Regions from separate parts of the Mus musculus genome. Here regions 2 and 3 are each linked to region 1. The links are chromatin contacts, called in public Hi-C and HiChIP or PLAC-seq maps. All regions are on one chromosome and are shown on one strand. The core of a region is the stretch at or near the end of the contact, and the rest is flanking DNA. Distances in the headings are between cores, read along the strand shown. Region 1 has its middle 71 kb from the start of Gm31650. Region 2 has its middle 4.0 kb from the start of Gm31333. Region 3 overlaps Myt1l (myelin transcription factor 1-like).

Evidence for each region. A called contact is a pair of places that touch in the nucleus more often than the background predicts. HiChIP or PLAC-seq counts read pairs in DNA pulled down with a chosen protein or histone mark.
Region 2: a contact with region 1 is called in a Hi-C map of forebrain, with 3 times the contacts expected there. The contact joins two enhancer-like sites. A contact is called at or near these places in 5 of 484 Hi-C or Micro-C datasets (cerebral cortex, cortical neurons and forebrain) and 1 of 115 datasets of contacts at active chromatin or transcription factors (neural progenitor cells).
Region 3: an H3K4me3 HiChIP or PLAC-seq map of embryonic hindbrain shows a contact between it and region 1, with 3 times the contacts expected there. The contact joins two enhancer-like sites. A contact is called at or near these places in 1 of 39 promoter capture datasets (hippocampal neurons), 6 of 484 Hi-C or Micro-C datasets (the N1E-115 cell line, brain, cerebellar granule neurons and 3 more), 7 of 115 datasets of contacts at active chromatin or transcription factors (PVALB interneurons, embryonic forebrain, embryonic hindbrain and 4 more) and 3 of 9 other capture datasets (adipose tissue, liver and pancreatic islet).

What each region holds. Positions count from the first base shown.
Region 1 is chr12:29,366,383-29,370,240 of GRCm38.p6, forward strand. No RefSeq gene overlaps it. Among named protein-coding and RNA genes, the nearest start is that of Gm31650, 71 kb to the right of the region's middle. Within about 2 kb of position 2,144, at least 113 of the 459 cell types and tissues checked have an H3K27ac peak or open chromatin away from gene starts, as enhancers often do. A contact at or near this core is called in the N1E-115 cell line, PVALB interneurons, brain and 8 more, where this site is marked.
Region 2 is chr12:29,135,974-29,139,831 of GRCm38.p6, forward strand. No RefSeq gene overlaps it. Among named protein-coding and RNA genes, the nearest start is that of Gm31333, 4.0 kb to the right of the region's middle. Within about 2 kb of position 1,813, at least 70 of the 459 cell types and tissues checked have an H3K27ac peak or open chromatin away from gene starts, as enhancers often do. A contact at or near this core is called in cerebral cortex, cortical neurons, forebrain and 1 more, where this site is marked.
Region 3 is chr12:29,545,955-29,549,812 of GRCm38.p6, forward strand. All of the region lies in intron 1 of Myt1l (myelin transcription factor 1-like), which reads left to right. Among named protein-coding and RNA genes, the nearest start is that of Gm20208, 17 kb to the left of the region's middle. Within about 2 kb of position 1,942, at least 38 of the 459 cell types and tissues checked have an H3K27ac peak or open chromatin away from gene starts, as enhancers often do. A contact at or near this core is called in the N1E-115 cell line, PVALB interneurons, brain and 5 more, where this site is marked.

The DNA of each region.
Region 1 (3,858 bases), core at 894-3,393:
AGTTCAGACATAGCACTCAATAAATATTTTCGGATGGATAGGTGGGTGGGTGGATGAATATATAACTGGATTCACTGAGATCATAACACAGAATAAAAAACAGATTTATATTTTGGGAGTACAGATGTTCACTGTTGAAAACAGACTTTTTGACGACCTGGGACATTCATCCATTTACCCGTTATATCCTGGAACTTGAGGCCATGAGATCAAGAAGCAAGCCAAAGCCCCTAAGGGTGGTCTTGGCAGACAGGAGAGCACATGACAGGGCTCTGAGCTCCCTAGGTAGAGGAATAGAGGCTTAGAGCTTAGATGTGCCTGGCTGAACTGTGTTCATCCTAAGTTCTTACAGCAAAACTCCAGTCCGCAGGACCAGAGGTGACTGCAGTTAGACGATCAGGGTAAAATGTTCTAACTGGGCAGGATCAGGTATGGGAGGAAATGAGGATGATATATAGATGGTCAGGAATTTGAATGGAGGTGTATAGCAATGGGGGATGGGGAGCTGGGGTTAGCCACCAGCAAGTTCCAGATGCCAGGACCCAACAAGGATGAGATTAGCTGAAATGCCCAACAAAGGGGAAGGAGAACCTGTAGAGATCATATCCAGAGGTTAGGCAAGGCCCCCAGTAGGGGATGGGGCCACCCACCCTTCTCATAATTTTACCCCAGAATTGCTCCTGTTTAAAGGACTTACAGAGACAAAGTGTGGAGCAGGAAGGAAAGTGTAAAAGAAAGACCATCCAGAGTGCCCCACTTGGGGATCCATCCCATATACAACCACCAAATGCAGACACTATTGAGGATGCCAAGAGGTGCTTGCTGATAGGAGCCTGATATAGCTGTCTCTTGATAGGCTCTGCCAGAGCCTGACAAATACAGAGGCGGATGCTCACAGCCATCCATTGGACTGAGCAGGGAGACCCCGATGGAGGAATTAGGGGAAGGACTGAAGGAGCTGAAGGGGTTTGCAGCCCCATAGGAAGAACAACAATATCAACCAGCCAGACCCGCCCCCCCCCAAAAGCTCCCAGGGACTAAACCACCAACCAAGGAGTACACGTGGAGGGACCCATGGCTCCAGTCACATATGTAGCAGAGAATGGCCTTGTCTGGCATCAATGGGAGGAGAGGTCCTTGGTCCTGTGAAGGCTCGCTGCCCCAGTGTAGGGGAATGGCAGGGCGGAGAGGTGGGAGTGGGTGGGTGGATGAACACCCTCATAGAAGCAGGGGGAGGGAGGATGGGAAAGGGGGTTTCCAGAGAGGAAACTGGGAAAGGGGATAACACTTGAAATGCAAATTAAAAAATAATACCCAATTTAAAAAAAGGAAGGAAGAGAAAGAAAGAAGAACGGAAAGAAGGGGAGAAAGGGAGGGAGGGAGGGAGAGAGAGAGAGAGAGAGAGAGAGAGAGAGAGAGAGAGAGAGAGAGAGAGAGAGAGAGAGAGAGAGAGAGAGAGAGAGAGAGAGAGAGAGGTGGGGTCCCTATAGTTGGAAAAGCCAGCTTCTCTCTCAGTTCCATGCCCCTTGTCCCTGGCCTTGGTCCTGCCTGTTCCTGTATCAGCACTGTTGGTTCAGCTTTCAGGCTCTAAGAAGAACCTGAAAGAAAACACCTGGGGAAAGAAAACAGAATTAAACAACTCGAGCGCCCATCAGTCCTTAAGGATCAGTTAAACCATAGCAACTGTGCCCACTCTCAGTCGCTTCTGGTTCCCAGGATGCCTTGGGCTGCTGGGTTGTATTTCTCAGGGATTATTGCTGCTTCCCTGATTCTGATTCTCTGCCTCCCTATGTAGCCCTGGTCCTGTGGCTTGCAGGCTCTGGTTAGTTAACCCGGCTCCTCTGCCAGCTGGATTCGCCCTCCGTGCTCAGAAAATGTCTGCCGGGAAAGCAGGGCCACGGACATGCTCTTTGCTCGCCAGAAAGCTCCTGACTCAGCGTTTTCCCTCTGGTACTAGCAGAGCCCTCCGGGACAAGAAGGGCACGAACGGGGCCAGTGCTGCGTGGTAGCCAGTGACCTGCAGATCTGTTTGCTTCTGTTCCCTTTGGCCTGCAGACTGATGAACAGGGTACAGCCTGCACTCTGAGCCCTTAAAGAGGATGTTGAGTGGGCCTCGGGAACTAGTCACCCAATGGAGATCAAGCTGCCGTTCCCATGGTGATTCCACACTGAGCCCTGTGCCCTGGGAACTCACCTCCTCCCATTCACTGTAACCTCCATTAAGCAGAAACAAAAGATTAATACGGCAGAAGCCATTTAATGAACTCAGAGCTGGCAGCGGCTTTTTTCCAGAGCGGATTCCTGGAACAGCAATGCAGAGGCTTCCCCGCCTCTTCCAGGACAGCAAGGGCGTTCAGCTGTCTGATCTCTCTGGGCTGTCAGACATCCATGCAGCAAATGGGCCCAGGCAATCTCGTGGGTGTGGGGAAGACCCCTTACCTCTTTGTCTTTATTCAGGTCATTCTCTCACCTCACCAGAAAGGGAGGAGAAGAGGGTCTCAGGTACGTGAAGAAAGGATGCAAGCTTCCTCGCCACAGCTCGGGCCAGGGTGGGGGTGGGGTGTTGGTGGGGGTGTCAGGAAGCTAGCGCTGAGAGGAGACTGGAGGCAGCAGTCAGAGTGTCTGGAGACCAAGTGTCTAGACTTGGTTTGTGGGAGCTGCAAGCCTCCTTTGCTGCCCATTGTATCAGAGGTCTGAGCTCACTGAGCTGGTTAGAGAGCCGAGGGGTCACTGCATCCCCCCAGGCCAGGTTTTGTGCACACTGGGGGGTGGGCTCAGTAGAAGGTCTGGACATGCCTTGTCCGTTTCCAAGTTTTCTTCTCCACTGAGATGCAGCCCCTCTGCTTGTGCATGCATCCCTGCCTTTCACCACACCTCCTAATGATACACAGACCCTGGAGCGGGCTTATGTGGGATCTCTTGTTCTTCTAGAAGTTGATGTCAAACCTCAGGCCCATGTTTTGGACAGAAGCTTAAATTTCACAGACCCCTGGGGACACACACAGAGAACCTTCTTTCCAGAACAAAGGGTGGTCTTCTGAGAGCTATTCTCAGTTGTGCATACCACCTGGGCAATGGATAAGCAAGCATTCATTATTGCAAAGGTGAGATTAGATATAACCAGTCCAGTCATGAGAGTGGGAGGTCCCCAGCTCTTACCTAAGGAGTTTCCAGAGCCAATGCCACAAAGATGGCCTTTCTCACAAACCAGGTCCTAGCAACTACCCTGACAATGCAACCTGTGCTGCCTACAGAATTCAGGGATGCCGTGAGCTCTCAGTCTCACTCATCCTCATCCAGGCTACACTTTGGGGTGCAGCATTCACTGGTGCCAGTGTTCCAGTGACCACCCACCCTGTCCCTAATTTTGGCCTAGAAAGCCATCATGACTTGCCAGGCCTTATTTTCCTCCTCTTTAGAAACACTGGCTAACGGGCTGGATGAGAGGGCTGGGCACTGTGGTTGTTTGGTCAAGCTAGTTCTTCTCACACTGAAGACAGATAGTTCCCAAGTGCTGTCCATCAACAACAGCAGAGCTAGGGGTGGTGGTCAGAAACAGAAATGAAGGTGAGGCGGGGAGGAGAGATGGCTGGACACCAGGTTTGTGTCTAGACCTGGTTTGTGGGAGCTGCAAGCCTCCTCTGTGTCCCATTGTACCAGAGGTCTGAGGTCACTGAGGTGATTAGACGGCTGAGGAGAAAGGTCATCTAAGCTGGGAGGCATGGCTTTGAACCCACAGCCACTCACAGAGCTGCTAGGCCAGTCTGTAGTTCTCAGTTTGCTCCTAGGGTGTAGAAGTAGATGGAGAAGCTTCTGAGAGTCTATCTCAGGGCAGCCTCGCCCTGATTCCTAGACTCT
Region 2 (3,858 bases), core at 563-3,062, 230 kb before region 1:
AACCCAACACAGACAACACTGCATAGACTGAGGCTGGTTTCCTCCGACTTCTACTGAGTTTTCCTCCAATGAACCTTCTTGGACCTGTTTCAGACACCAAGTATCTGTGGCTGCACATACCACAGACAGTACAGGAAGGCCTGAGTGGACCTGTCTATGGGAGTACCCCGGAACCTGTCCCTCATCACACTCCACCCCAGCCTCCAGCAAGTCCCACAGTTCACAGCTGCTCTGCACCAAGCAGCAAACTCAGGGGAGACGGAAATCAGGAGAACCTGTTCACAGTGGGCACAGCCATCTTCTCACTTATTCTTTGGGTCTTGTTCTGTATGTGGGGGTTCTAGCTGGCCACTGTCAGGTGGCTCCATGTAGGTCTGTTGCCTGTCTTACAGGGGTTGACTCATTGTGGGACTTCAAGAAAATGCTTATACGATCAACAGGGAATGATGGGACTCAGTCTGCGGTGTGAGAAGCAGGTACTTTTTACTAGACTCTGACTTAAGTAACCCCTGTCACAGAGCCCTCATTCCTCTTCCCAGAAGACACCCCTGCAGCCTGGGCCCAGAAATGTGTGTGTATTAATGTCTAAATCTTGTGGTTTTCAAGGTTTATCTCTAGAGATCTCAAAGGTCACACCAGTGTCATAACTGCTCTGTGCAAGAGCTGACATCAGGCCATAACCAAGTCTTTTCTTGAGCAACTCCAAGTTCTTAGGTCAGTGCCTCTCAGGACAGGCATAAACCAGAATGAATTGGAGCATCCTGTATAGGTAGTGAGGTTAGCAGACCACAGCTTTCTTGGGGGTGGGAGTGGAGGTGGGGGTAGGGGTGGGGGCAGGGGTGGGGGCAAGGTTAGGGTAGGGTAGGATGGGGCTGCTGCCCTATGTCTATTCTGACAAGGTCCTTGCCCATTCCCACTTGGCCCACACCCGCCCAGCACCATCTGCCTGCTCCCGGCTGGCACTCTGTCAGCTTCACGGCACTGCAATGAGCTTGGAAAGCTGGTGCATGGCTTAGCAGAGAGAGAATCTAAAATCCTTCCTCTGCCCACACGCCCCCCCATAGACCCCCCTACTCCCCCTCCTTGCTCCCCTCCACAACCAATTTATCTGCCAGTCCAGCCTACAAGCAGAGCTGGGGCCAAATTGGCTGCTTGCCCATGCTTATCAGACTCTGTGACCAGATGGCAGGAGAGCGGCCCATGGCAGGCAGGACAGGGCTGGGAAGTCCCTGTGTGCAGAGAGTGCTCACTGGGGAGGCATGAGGCCAGAAGGTTTTCTAAGTTGCAAAGGAGGTAAGGGGGAGAGGGACACTTTATCCCTGAGGGAGTCAATGGACTGTGGAGTATGTTTATGTAAACACATGGACACATGTATGCACATATGTGCCCTTATGTGGTTTTATACATTTGGGTGTATGCATGGTACGTGTACTTTTGCACACGTGAATCGCTTGTGCATCTATGCACACATGTGTATATTCCTGGTGCTGTAGAGAAAAAGCAGGAGGTGGGACTGGGAATGTCCTGTGCATCCGAAGTCCTAGAGGTGTGCCACTCATGGCCTGCCCTGGCACTGGTGTGCATAGTCGGCTGCAGGCTTGACTGCTTGGCTCGTTTCAGCCAGCTGGACTGGCTACACTGGAGACTGCACAGCCTAAGCAGAGGCCAGCTTCTCTGGCTGGGGAGGGACTCCCAGCTGCTGGCCAGAGGCAGCATGCATATTAATTCATTGATTCATTCCAGATTCTGCAGGTGTTCTCTCCAAGCCCACACCTCTGGAAAGTAGGACACTGTGAGAACTGAGAGGAGGCTGGCTTGCCACGGCGCAGAGAAAGGGAGTATTCAAGGTCGCTTGCGGGAGACGCATTGACTCACTCCTAGGTGATCTTTCAGGGGATTGGGTGAGGAAGGCCCAGCTTCCTGGCCTCCCTGGTACCACTCTTAGCAGGTTACCCTACCCCATTGATGACACCAACCCCCAGAGTCTGTTCATGTCCTTTCCGCCCTGTGCCAATCCCTGGGTGGTTTTGGCCTCTCCCTGGTAAGTGCTCCATCTTTGCCCAGAGCTCTGTTTTCTCTTCAGATCTCCCAGGCTGTACCCACTGCTCCCCAAGGCCTCTGTGCTGTACCCTGGTGGAGATTCACAGACCACCCAAAACCTGCAGCCTGGGCCATTCCCAACTTTCTCCCCTGCTTCTGTATTCGGTCTCTGGAAGCCTAACTCCTTTCCACCAGGCCTCGACCACTGCCCGTGGCACCTGCACCTCATCCTCTGGTCTTCCACAGCCAGGTCCCAGGCTTCAGGTTTTGCTCATCGCCGTGACACTTTAGGAACCACATTTTATCCATTCTCCAAACTGTCCCAGGTAAGGACTCTTCCTTCTGGTACAGCTAGAATCCGTCTACCTGGTGCTTAAAGCCTGTGCACAGAGCTCCATAAACTTCATGAATGCCCTGCTCTGAGGCCTCTCAGGCCACTCTCTGACTCCCTCCATGATGCTCACATGCTCCCTTCACTGTGCTCCACCAACTCCAGTGTGGTCCACATGAACCGACCAGGACCCACATTCAGTCCTGCCAGGCTCCCACTGAGCCTCTCACTCAGCCTCAGCACCTCATCCTGCTCCAGCCTTCTTTTCACATTACACAGGCTTCCTCCTTGACCTTTACAGGATCAAAATTGTCTTATGTTACCCCCTCTCTGTGTGCTAGGGGGTGACAAGGTATTTGTATTTCAACCACAAAAGTGTGCTGCATACTGCTGCCCCTCCACCGCATTCACACAGGATATACCTGTCCCTGCCCCCCAAACTCAGGCTCAAGGCTCTGTCTGGCGATAGAACTGCCTTCTTCCCCTTGGCCTGTCTCTGACCACTGAACTTCCTGATCTGTCTGAGGCATCATAAAGTACCTCTCTCTGGGAAAGAGAGACACTTGATGTCCATGCTTATGCATTTCTCTCCTGTCCCCTCAACTAGAGGGGATTTGTTCTCTGCTCTACAATAACCCATTACTGGTGTGAACACGCCTAACTTCAGGGCTGTTTTCACTGAACTTAAGTTGCCTTAAAATTTCTCTCACCCTGATGTACCTACAGATTCTATATGTTCTATTCAAAATGTAGATCCCAGCTGCTTCCATGTGGGCCAGGGCTTGGGACTCTTCATTCCTAGGAAGCAAAGCATTGTGGGAGGGCAGACATCTTGGATCTTCCCAGGAAGTAGCATACAGTCATTGCTGCTGTTGCAGGACACATAGGTGACTCACACAGGCATCTCATGCTCTGTAGGCTGGGAAATAAAAGGAAGGTGAGGCCCTTCTCAAAGTGGCCATCATGATGGCGAGACATAAAGCCTGAGTTGGTTTAGCCTGCATCCCAACAATACTATAAAAGAGAAGGCTTCTACTTGAAAGTGGGAGGGATGGACACTTTCAAGCCATAGCAGACCATCCACCTGCTCCCATGATGCACTGGGAGCTGGCAGTCAGGGTTCTGCATCCTGAAATTTGTTTGTGGAGTGTCCACGCATCATGGGCAGAAAGTTTGGGTCCCGGCGCTGTAGGTTCAATGTTGTATGTGAACAAAAGGAGCTTGAAAGAAGCTTTGGATGATATTGAAACCACACACATACACACACACACACACACACACACACACACACACACACACACACACACACACACACACACAGATGACAGAGGTACATAGTCCTGCTAGCCCTAGAGGTCATGCCTAGGTCCCTGAGCCAGCAAGATTTAACCGAGATCTCCAGCTGTGATGTACAGCAGATAGCAAAAAGCTGGCTTCAGCCTCACCTTCATGCAGAGAGGATCCCAGGGCCCAGGACCCACCTAGGC
Region 3 (3,858 bases), core at 692-3,191, 180 kb after region 1:
TATATAATAGATACATACACACACACACACACACACACACACACACACACACACACACACACACACACACACAGCCCTGAAAGCAGTGAGAATTCTCTGTAATATTAAACCTGCCATAGCCTCACATGAGGATGTGTGAGAGGGATCAGACCCACGTGGAAGCAGGCTGGAGAGTAGCAAGGAGGCACAGCAGACTTTCCAGGTGACTCTGACCCCTTTGCTTCCCATTAGACTTTTTCTTTGGATGGGTGCCTTTCCAAACCAGGCCTGCAGGCTCTCCTCCATTCTCCCCACCCCAAGATCAGATTGCTCCCTTCCCCCAGCAGCACAGTTATGTACCCAGCTCCTGCAGCCCTTGTAATTGACCATTAAAGAGCTAACGGGAGGGCCTGACTATGATAAGGAAACACATTTGGAATCTAACCTGCTTAGGCATGCCCATTAACAGCTGAGGCAGAGGCACACTCCTTCACGGGTAGCCCAAGGTATTGCAAAGCTGATCAGAACTGGGTGGAATATTCAGACCTTTCTGATAAAGTGTGGCTGCTTGCTAATCCTTCACTATGGGCATCTGTCCATCAAGCCTGGTGCAAGCAGGGGACAGCACAGGTTTAACAGGACAACAAGAGTATGTGCCAAGGAGGAAGCTTTTCTGACTCGTATTTGCTCCACTACCCTTTTCTCTGTCATATGCAGGTCTAAAAGCCAGCTGTGGTCAAAGAGATGAGACATGGAGACCTGGCCTTGTCTCCCATCTTACACAGTACCTGAGGGCTGGCTTATACAAGTGCAATTGAGCATGCCCACTCCCCTTCTTTCTTCCCAACCCTGGGGTCTTACTTCAGAGGATACCATCTGGTGATGTGCTTCCTAATAGAAAAGTGGGTCTAGAGCCCTCAGCTGAGACAACCATTGAAGACCAGTTTTACTGCACACCTCCCATCTTGTAAACCATTTTCCATACTAGATAAGGAGAACTGGGAGGATGTTTATCAGATGAGGTAGACCAGCGGCCTTATCCAGGACACAACTGCCTCTGTGTCTTGCTATACCAGCACAGAATTCGGAGGCTGGGTACAGATGTGCGGCCAGCTCGTGTGTGTATGTGTGTGTGTGTGTGTGTGTGTGTGTGTGTGTGTGTAGGGGGGCTACTGATCTAGGGGAGTTGTTATGGGAGAGCTGCAGTGTGACTGGTGTTACCTACTTAGATTGGGCATCAGCTTCCCTTTCTGATTCCCTGAATGATCTTGTTATGCAAATCCCAAATTCTTCATTTGTCCCAAGTCGTCTTGAAATTAGATCTCTGTCTGTGTTCAGATCCAGAGCCACAGGTGAAGCTGTGTGCTGCCAGAAGGGCAGAGAGACCAAATGCCAATCCCTAAGCAGAACCTAACAGGTGCCCTGAATGTGGACAGAGGGAGTAGGAAATGTCTGTGGGTTTCGATTCTGCTATAATGGTTTCTCTGGCTGGCTGTGTGTGAGGGGCATTTCTGCTACAACCCCTTCGATCTAAATGATTGTGGTGAAATCGTTGCTTAGATAAGATCCTCCTCGGGGGAAAGACTGTGAGTAAGGAGAAAACCAGCCAGCGCTGCCCTTTAGTCGAGGAGGTATGATAAAGGTAGGGGAGGGTTGCCGACAGGATGGTCCGGGTTTCTCAGAGGAGATTTTGCCAGGCAGGATAGTGATGGGGGTAACATGTGGTGGATGTTTGCCACAATCCCATAGCTATAAAGCCGGGGGAAGAACTCTGGCCAGGCCAAGTGAGATGATCAGCTTCATAAGAAGGATGCTCCTCTGGGGGTAATTTAGAGAATATTTCTGGGTGAGAAGGCAGTTTCTGTACAGGGACACCCGAGAGCCACCTGGAGGACAGGCGGAGTAGGTCATGGGGGGTCAGAAGCCACCTTACAACAGTCTCTGGTGATGAGCCTATGACTTCACTCTCCTGATAACGGGAAATTACGGAAAGCTTTTGTGTGGCTGAGTGACAAGGCCAGAGCTTTTCTCTGGGATAATTAATCTGGCAGCCAGTCAGTGGCTACTTCCTGCCAATTGCATCTCTAAAATAGCTCTCCCAACTGCTGCCTCCCCTCCACCCCTTCCACGCTTTCTCTGGGACTGTCACTTATTCACTCATGGTACCCCACTGCACAACCTGCCAATCATCTGTAGTCTGTGGTGTGGGAGACTCCGGGAAAGCTACAGTCGGCACCTCATGGTTGTATTTCTGTCCTCTGTGTCTGACGGAGAGCCTGACCACTCTGTTCATGGTCTGTGTAAGGACCACCTTTTCTGTTCCTTCTGCTCATAGTGGATCCCTAATTAGCCATATCCCATCACTCTTCAAAGGTTGTGTTTCCAGAAAGCCTCCCCTGTCCCTTCCCAGTGGCATCCATCCTCTTTCCCCTGAGTGTTCACAAGGAAGATTGCCTTGTATTTATAGATGTGTGTATGACAGTGCTACCTTCCCAGAGACCAGGACAGTTTACCAGTTCTGTGGGCGTGGGTATCACGGTGGATGGTGACTTGATCTGTGCTCCTGTGAGAGATGCAGGGGACCTCACCCCAGTGTAGATGCTGGGACTGAGGTGCTGCTGTTGGTAGGCACCTCATTGCCTCACATTGTTTTAGTTACTTTTACATTTTTGTGCTAACACACCATGACCAAGGAAACTTATAGGACAAAAGGTTTAATATGGAGGCTTGTAGTTCCAGAGGGCAAGTCTAGGACCATCATGCTGCAGCATGGCAGCAGGCTAGCAGGCATGGCTCTGGAGCTCAGATCTGCCCCACAAATACAAAGCAGAAAGAGCTAGCTGAGAATCATGTGGGTTTTTGAAACCTCAAATACCCTCCACCACCCTTCATTTCCCACCCCTACTCCACTACTTCCCTTGCCATGACACACCCCCTTCAACAAGGCCAGATCTCCTAAAATCCATCCAAATAGCCCTAACAACAGGAGACCAAGTATCCAAATACTTGAACCTAGGGAGCCACTCTCATTCAAATCACCACCAACATTCACAACCCCTGTGGTGATTCAGAGTGAATTTCCTTCTTCACTCCAATTTCTAGTGGTAGTCTCTGCTCCATTGTGCATCCTGCTATTTAGAAATTGGCGTGATGTCACTATGGGGAGAGCCATCATAAGTCCTTCCAGTATCCAGACCCCTGTCACTGCCTGCTTTGAGTTCCTTTAGATGTACTGTAAAGATGATGTTAACTTTTCATCGCTGTGACAAAATTCCTGAAGAATCAGAATAAACAAAGCAAGGTCTATTTTGTCACATGGCATCACAGGTAGCTTCCGTGGCTGGCTCCGTTGCGTTATGCTGTCTGGTGCCAGCTCATGGTTGAGGTTTCAGGTCAGTTCATGACTGGCTCCATTGCTTTTAGGTGTGTGGTAGAGCAGAAACACTCGGTGGAAGGTGATGGTGTAGCCAGCCTGCTCCCCTCCTGCCCGCCAGCTAGCAAAGTGACTGACAGGAAGGGACCAAACACAAGATACACCATTCAGAGATGTTCCCCCAGTGACCTGCTTTCTTTGAACAGGCCTCATTTCATGAAAGTGCATTCATTTATGGATCTATGGATTGACCTATTGATGAGGTCAACTTCCTCATCATTCAACCACCTGTGGGGATCACCAGCCGGGATAGGTCTTCTATACTTGAGCCTTGGGGCCATTTATACCTGAACCATAATAGCTTCGGACTTCCTGTATGTGATGTCCCACACAAGAAGTCCTGATTTCTGAAAAATCTTCTCTCTTTTATCTCCTGTGATAGAAGTGAGTCCTGCCTTATTCGAACCCTTTGATACTTCTTAGACAATAAATAGTTGTATGTCTCC